Linked DNA regions of Hordeum vulgare: region 2 is linked to region 1. A link is a contact called in public Hi-C data. All regions are on one chromosome and are shown on one strand. The core of a region is the stretch at or near the end of the contact, and the rest is flanking DNA. Distances in the headings are between cores, read along the strand shown. Region 1 has its middle 170 kb from the start of LOC123441590. Region 2 has its middle 410 kb from the start of LOC123443352.

Region 1 (3,580 bases), core at 878-3,377:
TTAGTACCTTCATTTCTCTGTTGTTCCTCCCTTTTCAGGCGTAATAGGGCTAGGGTTTTTTGGGGGGTTATCAAGGAGGGGACTTTTTATTTGAAAGGGGATGATCTTGGATATGTGGCAGTGATAGTTCTCTTATTTGTGTAGTACAATTTGATGGAATGTTCTGAGTTGAGATCCATCACAAAGGGTTTTTCTATGGAAGTGATAGCAACATGACCTACATGGATCATGAAATCGATTGGTTTGATGGTTGTGACACTGATAGTTGGTCAATTCTGTGGATTGACGATTTCCTTCTCCAATTGGGATATAATAGAGCAATCTCCAAGATTGATGTGTACTGGAGCAAACCTAGGAATTCTATGTGTGATGGCCTACAGTTGATTGCGTCTGATGCAAACATTGTCCTTATGATTGCTGCAACAGTGGATCACAAAAACTTGCTCCTACTGGTAGATCATGCTGACACCCTAGAGTCAGTAAGCACCGATAATGTGTTGGGAGTGGGGATGCATGAGCTCCCAAGGGTTATTACTCCAGTTAAGTCGGCAAAGGGTAAAGAAAATGTACCCAGCTTTGACAAACCAGAAATTCCAAGACATATGAGATGTAACTACAAGAAAGCAAAAAAGATTTATGTCATTTGGTGAAGGCAGTAGCTCACATGTTACAAATCAGGAATTTGAGGAAGAAGATGGCAATTGTGAGACTGATGATAGTGGTGCTCAAGATGCAAATGACAGTAGTGAAGAACATGGAGATGATGCCAATGAAGAAATTGAAACAGATGAGGACTTTTATGAGAGTGATTATGAAGTAGCAGAAGGTGATGATGATCTGTTTGATAACAATGTAGACAAAGATGTTGATGATTATAGAGAGAAGGAGATTGTGTAGGACTTTGAAGGTGAACTTCCTGAAGATGCCTTAGATGACAACCATTTGAACCTGTCGAAAGAAGAAGGAGACAAGTTTAGGCACAAATTTAGCACATTCAATCCATCTACTGACCTGAAAGCACCGGCTTTTAAAGTTGGCATGATTTTTGGTGACATGAAAGAGCTCAGGCTTGTTGTGGTTGCATACAACCATCTCTACCGGCAAGGAGGAGGGGGGGAGAAATGACGCCGGCCTTCTGTCCTCCTCGTCTAGATCCACGTCGGCCAAGGACGAATCGACGATGCCGCCGTGGTCGCGTGTATAGAATTAGGGATTTCCTTTTTTGATTTGGGAATTGAGGGAACTGACCATATACATGGAGAACAAGGGCTTTTTTGCGACTTTAAACTAAACTGCAGGGGGTTTCCCGTAAAAGAATCAGCATTCCATCACCACGACGCGCCACCAGCCACTGACATGTGGGCCACGACAATCTGACATGCCACTTGTGCGCTACATACGGCTGAATACGCGAGGAGGCACTGTATTAGAACGAAGGGACAAGTTACGGCACCGATTTTGCGTATTTTGCAACTTTAGGAACCAAAGTGACCGCGTCGGACAAGTTAAGGCACTCATAGTGTATTTATCTCAAGGAAGAATGATCAGGCTAGCGCTGCCTTGATGTTGGCGTAGAGGAATATTATTGTTTTGGCAAAATGTATTCATAATTTCTAAGGCTAGTTGTTTTCAGTTCTTACTGAATCTTGGTCTCATGATACAAGTATTTTTTTTTTATTTGTGGTATTACTGTTTTACTTATGTTTCCCTATGTATTGTGCTACACTTATTTTTTGTTCTTTTGTCTTCGAAGATAACATCATGGTACACGTCCTTAAACGAGATGAAGGGTAAGAACAGAACATACATGTATTCGGCCCCCAAAACGTCTTCCCCAAATTATCTTCTTCCTTCCCCGCTGGCAGTAAAATGGAAGTCCCCGTTGCAAACAAGCAAGAAGGAATCTCCCAAAATACAGAAGAAAGGAAATTAATAAAGCAGACAAAACGGTCTTCCCTCCAACCAAGCCAAACCTCACCACCATATCATCATCCCCGTTCTGGCGCCAGAGAAGCGACAACGTGCAGAACCCGCGACGGTGGCGACCAGACGTAGAGGACGAGGGCGGAGGCAGGGCCCAACCGACCGCGGTAGCAGCCGCTCCGCGTCTCTGACCGTGCGTCGACCTCCTCTCGCCTGAGTCTCCGGTCCCCGCGTCCCCCACCCAGCAGCGGGAGAAGACGGAGAACCCGTCCCGTGCGTGGATTGCGGCGCCGGTGGACCGCCGCGCTCGTGTCCATCTTTTTTCTCCAGTTCTCCATCCCCACCACATGCCCCACGGAGCAGCGAGCCAGTTGGGGGTTGACCGGCTGGGGCCTCGGATTTTGCCCGAGATCCGCGTCTGGTACGTGCAGTTACTGCTCGTAGCCGGTGCGTTGCATGCAGTTGGGCGTCGGTGCCGTCGACGGACGCCCCGCGGCCACGGGTCCAATCGTTTCCACGAGAAGCAAGCCCGAGCACTGACTTCCGCCACAGATCACATCCTACGGATCTGCAGTTTATAGGGAGTCAAGCGAGTGGGTACTGGGTAGGGACGGACGACCACTACCCCGTACCCAGTAGGAGTTGTTGCATGGCTTCAACTGGAATGAGAGCATGGTTAATAGTATAGCCAACTGCTGGCTATAAGCCATCTTATAGCCCACCTTATAGCTAGCTTGTACAATAGTTAGCTACAAAAGAGTACTACTTTTATCATATATGACCCACCTTTCATTCTCATCCAACTCAGCAAAAATATAGTATTTTAATCCTTACAGCCTGCTGACCGTACCTTATTGTACTTGCTCTGAACAAGTATGCAGTTCTAGACATCGAGACTGGAGTCAAGCGAGAGTGGCCTTGACTGACCATACTCCACCCCACAGAGGATTTTTTATTTTGTCTCCCGTCTCACCTTGATTGCCCTGTCTCTCACGAATACAACAAGCAACACACGTTTGCGGAGCGGCGGCGGCGGAACCGAGGAAGACAGCCGCGTCAGGCGGCCTGGAGCGTGCTCATGGCCGCTGCGGGGATGGCCCATGTCGGCCGATCTGCTCCTCAAGTGCGACGTGTCTCCTCCGGCCAAACTCCAGGGCCTTTTCTCGAACAGATTGGAGAGCGACAAGAAGGGAGGCGACCGCAACTACGACCTACTATATTACGGAGAAGGAACTGACCACGAGAAACGGAGGCCTGGCATAGCTTATTGTGCGGGACTCGACTGTGGTCTCGACGCACCGCCGATGGGGGTGATGCTTGAGAACTCCGTGCTGAGAGCCATCGGCGATGGTGATTTGGATCGGAGTGGCGGCGGCTGAGTAAGGGCACTGGTGCGGTCGAGGTACTCCTCCCTTCATTCATCCCTCCTTCTCTCCCTACCCCTCTCTCTCTCTCTCCCCAACGGGATCGCCGTGAAATCCGTGACTGTGAACCGACAGGGAACTGTGGAACTACGACAATAGGGAAGGGGGAGCATTGATGCTCTGTTGGCGAACGCACATTGCGGGGACAGGGAGACCTTCGGCCATGGGGAATGGAGAGAGCCTTAGCAGATAGCCCTGTTCTCTTAGGATGCAAACAAAATTTTATCTCTTTT
Region 2 (3,828 bases), core at 740-3,239, 850 kb before region 1:
TCCTGCTCCTTTGCATGGTGGGCCGCCTTCGCCTTCTTCGCCGCCTCCTTGTTTGCCTCGCGATCTGACAACTCAATGGCGAGTCGGAGTGCGATGGCATTCTTGCGGAGGAGGCGTCGTGCATCCGTCTCCGCCGTTATAAGAGAGCGATGGAGGACCGATGCGACGAGCACCTCCTCGGGATCAACCGTTACGCTCACATGCAAACGACACACGGACATCACCTCCTCCCGCTCCCTCGCTCGTTGCCGCTAGCGCTGAGTTGCACGTGCCTCGGACTTGGGCGTCCTCATGCGCCTCGTCCCTGGTGCGGACATGAGGGCCTAGCAGTGGCTAGGAACCATTCCCAACCAGAAGGTGGTGGAGGTGTGCAACGTAGCTGAAGGAAGGGAGTGGGCCTGCCATAGTTGCACGTACGATGGCAAGGGTCGGCGACGTTGTGTGGTGCTGCATCTACAGGCGTCGGGCACTGAGGAAGATCCGTGGGGGCCGCCTTGCTCGAGCAGCAACCTCCTAATGGCGACGCGGAGGGCGAGCTCTTCCACACCGATGTTTGAGGCATCGTACTCTTCGTTGGAGCCATTGTTGTGTCCTTCGCCGGCTATCGGATCAGAGGGGAAGGGATCGGAAGTGGAGCTGGTCGGAGTGGACGGAGACGGGAGTGGAGTGGAGTATGTATTGACCGATGCCTAGGGTTTGCAGGATGGAGATATTTGTGGGATTAAGGTGGGCAGGCTAGGCCAAGCCGACGTGACGGACACGCCGCGGCCGCCCTCATATTCTTTTCATATTTGTACTGGATATGACGGATGTTGATCAGCCCGAACATTTGAGGCCTGTTTGAGGCATCCGGCTGGGTCAAGATCTTCGTGACTGGATGGGCCGCCTGAATTTTGTGACCGGTTTGGGACGCCCGACTATAGATGCTTTAATACATATGTGCATATCCTTCCAAACATCTAACCCTACTTGTATGTGTAAGAGCAACTCCAACCGTACGACACAAAAGGACGCACACTTTGTTCTCCTTTTATCCGTATGAGTTGGCGTATTCATCTCTTTTTGCAAATGGATCCATAGTTCGTCCAATGGGCAAACCCAAATCTCGTCCTCGCGGCCGTTCGACAGCCATTTTTAATCACACATTTTTTGGGTTGGATTTGCACGTTATTTTTATTTCATCAAAGGCATTTTAATACAGCGGGCGTCGTCGCATTTTATGAATGACAATGGTGAACCGGCAAGCCTTTAGGCCAATGCCGAGCCAGGGCGGTGACCGGTCGTGGCTTTGCCGGCGGACCGACGATAATACAGGTCCGAGCGGCTAGAGGCGGATTGAACAATTGCATGTGACACCAAGGCATTGCCCACGCTGGGTGGACCGGAACCCGGGCAAATCATGGCAAGCGCAGCTCACCGGCGACTGGATTCCCCAAATCCCGCCGGTAGGATGCGGCAAATCTCACAACCACCGTTGCAGATCTACCACTCGATCATCCGTACCAAAAAGAAGGAGGCACCCCGCTAGTGGATCTGCTGCTGGGTGGAGGAGGGAGGAGGCTGAAGAGCGAGGTGGACGGAAAAAAATAAACGTTCACTTAGGGTTTATGCATTTGCAGTCTCTGAAAGGAGGAAGGGGATAGAAAAGGCAAGACCGTGCCGTCGACGAACAGGCGAGAGGTAGGAGCATGCGGACGGGACGCGTGTCTGTTTCAGGTCTGAAAGTCGTAAATGTAATTTGAATTTAAATCTAAAATGTATCATGGACGGATAGAAAATGAACGGGCGTTTGAAACGCCGCTCTGGGTCGCATTTTACGTTCGCGTTCGATCGAAATGGACATACACGGATGGATGGTCCGGTTAGAGTTGCTCTAACGTAGTCCGTGATTGTATCATGCTAGCGACTAGTTTGTCCTCCCAGCTGTGGGGCCGGACGTAGGCATCGGCCGTGTTGACTGCTGCGTGCCACTAGCACTGCACGGGTAAAGGAAAGCGGAAAAAGGTGGCGTGCCGTCGCCATTTGTTGGCCCACTTGTCTTCCGAGTTCACAGCTCCCGCAGACTTGCGAGACCGCCCGTCACCCGTCGTCGACGATCCGTGGTCGTTTTCTGTTGCGCCTGTGCTATCTGCATGCCGGTCCTTGGTTAGCCTCCCAAGATGTGGACGAGTTTCTAACCAAAGCATCTCCACATGACACGGCAAGTGGCAGCTATCGTCGGCCAAGACCGCGTTCCAAGTCGACTTCCTGCCGTCACCTGCCTTTGCCTCTCCTCCCTCTCACGCATATCTTTAGTCCTTATCTTCCTTAATTGGATCGCTTTGTGGGTTTGTCTTTCTTCTCTCTTGCTCTATAAGCTTGGTTGCACTCTCTCCACGATCACTTCGTCACGTGATCAGGTCACGTCTACCGTCTACGGGCTTTCCAGCCGCACAGAGTATAATTTCTGGACTGAGACGGTTTTACCAGACATCAGTGCACCCGCAGTGACAGTGCAACTGATGCTTATTTCAAACTGCAGACTTGCCGGGAGAAACCGATATATATATGAGCTCCGTTGCGACAAATCAATGGATTCAGGCAGACTTGCGGTACAAAGGTTTGCAGGAGATGCAGTACTACTAGTACACAGTGAATTTTTGTTAAAAAACACCCTAACCGAGTCTATTTGTCGGAAAGAACCACCTGTACACGAAAGCGGCAGAAAAGACCCCCACCCACCATGACGGCAAGCGCGCCACGCGATGAGTGTCGCCTTCCGCCACCAGGCGAGGTGGCTGGGGCCTGCCGCCACGGCGCGAGGCGGCCGGCGCGCATTTCCGTTTCAGCGTAGCTGCGACGGAACGGTGAGAGAGTGGTGGGACATGCCGCCACGAAAGGAGGCGGCCATGCGGGCCTTGCCGCCTCGGCAGCTGGCGGCCGGCGGTGTGGATGACGGCACTGATTCCCACCTGACGGCGCTGATTCCCACGCTGTCTCCATCGACGAAACAATGAAAAAATTTCCTGCTCTCCACCGACGAAACAGTGCCAAAATTATGTGTATAAAGGAGCTGCGTCGCTGTCTCCACTCTCACTCTCTTGTCGCGCCGTTGCTTCCTCTGTCACTCGTTTCTCTTCCTTGCTTGAGCCCACACTGCTTCTCTTTCTCACTCTCTTCTCTTTCTCTCAAGACCTACTCCATATGACGATTTAAGTGGCGATTTAGGACGGTTTAAAATTATATTTTGAAGACGTCGTAATTGATGAAAAGATAGATCAAGGTAAGAGTTGTCCATTTCTGTTGTACGTGTTTGCATGCATGATGTTTTTATTTTGTTTGAGTAGTTTCTAAGTATGTGTTTTCTTTTGTTTTAGGAAGTGTATTATCACTTTTGTGGAACGATTTTGTCATGCGATATGAACTACTAAGTTGAAGATCAAGGTATGAGACTCCGTTCATATTTGTGTTCATGTGATCATAGGTCGACTTTGTTCATATATTACCGGTGATTTGTTCGTGTTTGCATGCAACTGTTATTTAAAAATTAGCCGAAAAAATGTCTGTGTAACTAGCATTTTTGTTAAACATGTAATAATATATTAACTCCATTAGTATTATTATATTTTACATGCAAGACACGTGTGTAATATTTTTGTTTATGTGATAATTTGTCAACCCTGTAGATATATGACTCATGATATGTATATGCATGCACTATGTATTTTAAAACTTTTGGTAGTAGGAAAAAAATTATGTGTGTAATATTTTTTTAATATGATAATAGGTCGAATTCCCTGATATTATACGGGTGATATTTTGTATTCGGAAGGATATGCTTATTAAACC

What was found. Hi-C and Micro-C count contacts between places; a contact is called where the count stands out from the background.
Region 2: a contact with region 1 is called in a Hi-C map of seedling, with 2.6 times the contacts expected there. The contact joins two enhancer-like sites. A contact is called at or near these places in 2 of 6 Hi-C or Micro-C datasets (leaf and seedling).

The regions. Positions count from the first base shown.
Region 1 is chr3H:157,812,773-157,816,352 of MorexV3_pseudomolecules_assembly, reverse strand. No RefSeq gene overlaps it. Among protein-coding and RNA genes, the nearest start is that of LOC123441590, 170 kb to the right of the region's middle. Within about 2 kb of position 2,127, at least 3 of the 3 cell types and tissues checked have open chromatin away from gene starts, as enhancers often do. A contact at or near this core is called in leaf and seedling, where this site is marked.
Region 2 is chr3H:158,662,767-158,666,594 of MorexV3_pseudomolecules_assembly, reverse strand. No RefSeq gene overlaps it. Among protein-coding and RNA genes, the nearest start is that of LOC123443352, 410 kb to the right of the region's middle. Within about 2 kb of position 1,989, at least 3 of the 3 cell types and tissues checked have open chromatin away from gene starts, as enhancers often do. A contact at or near this core is called in leaf and seedling, where this site is marked.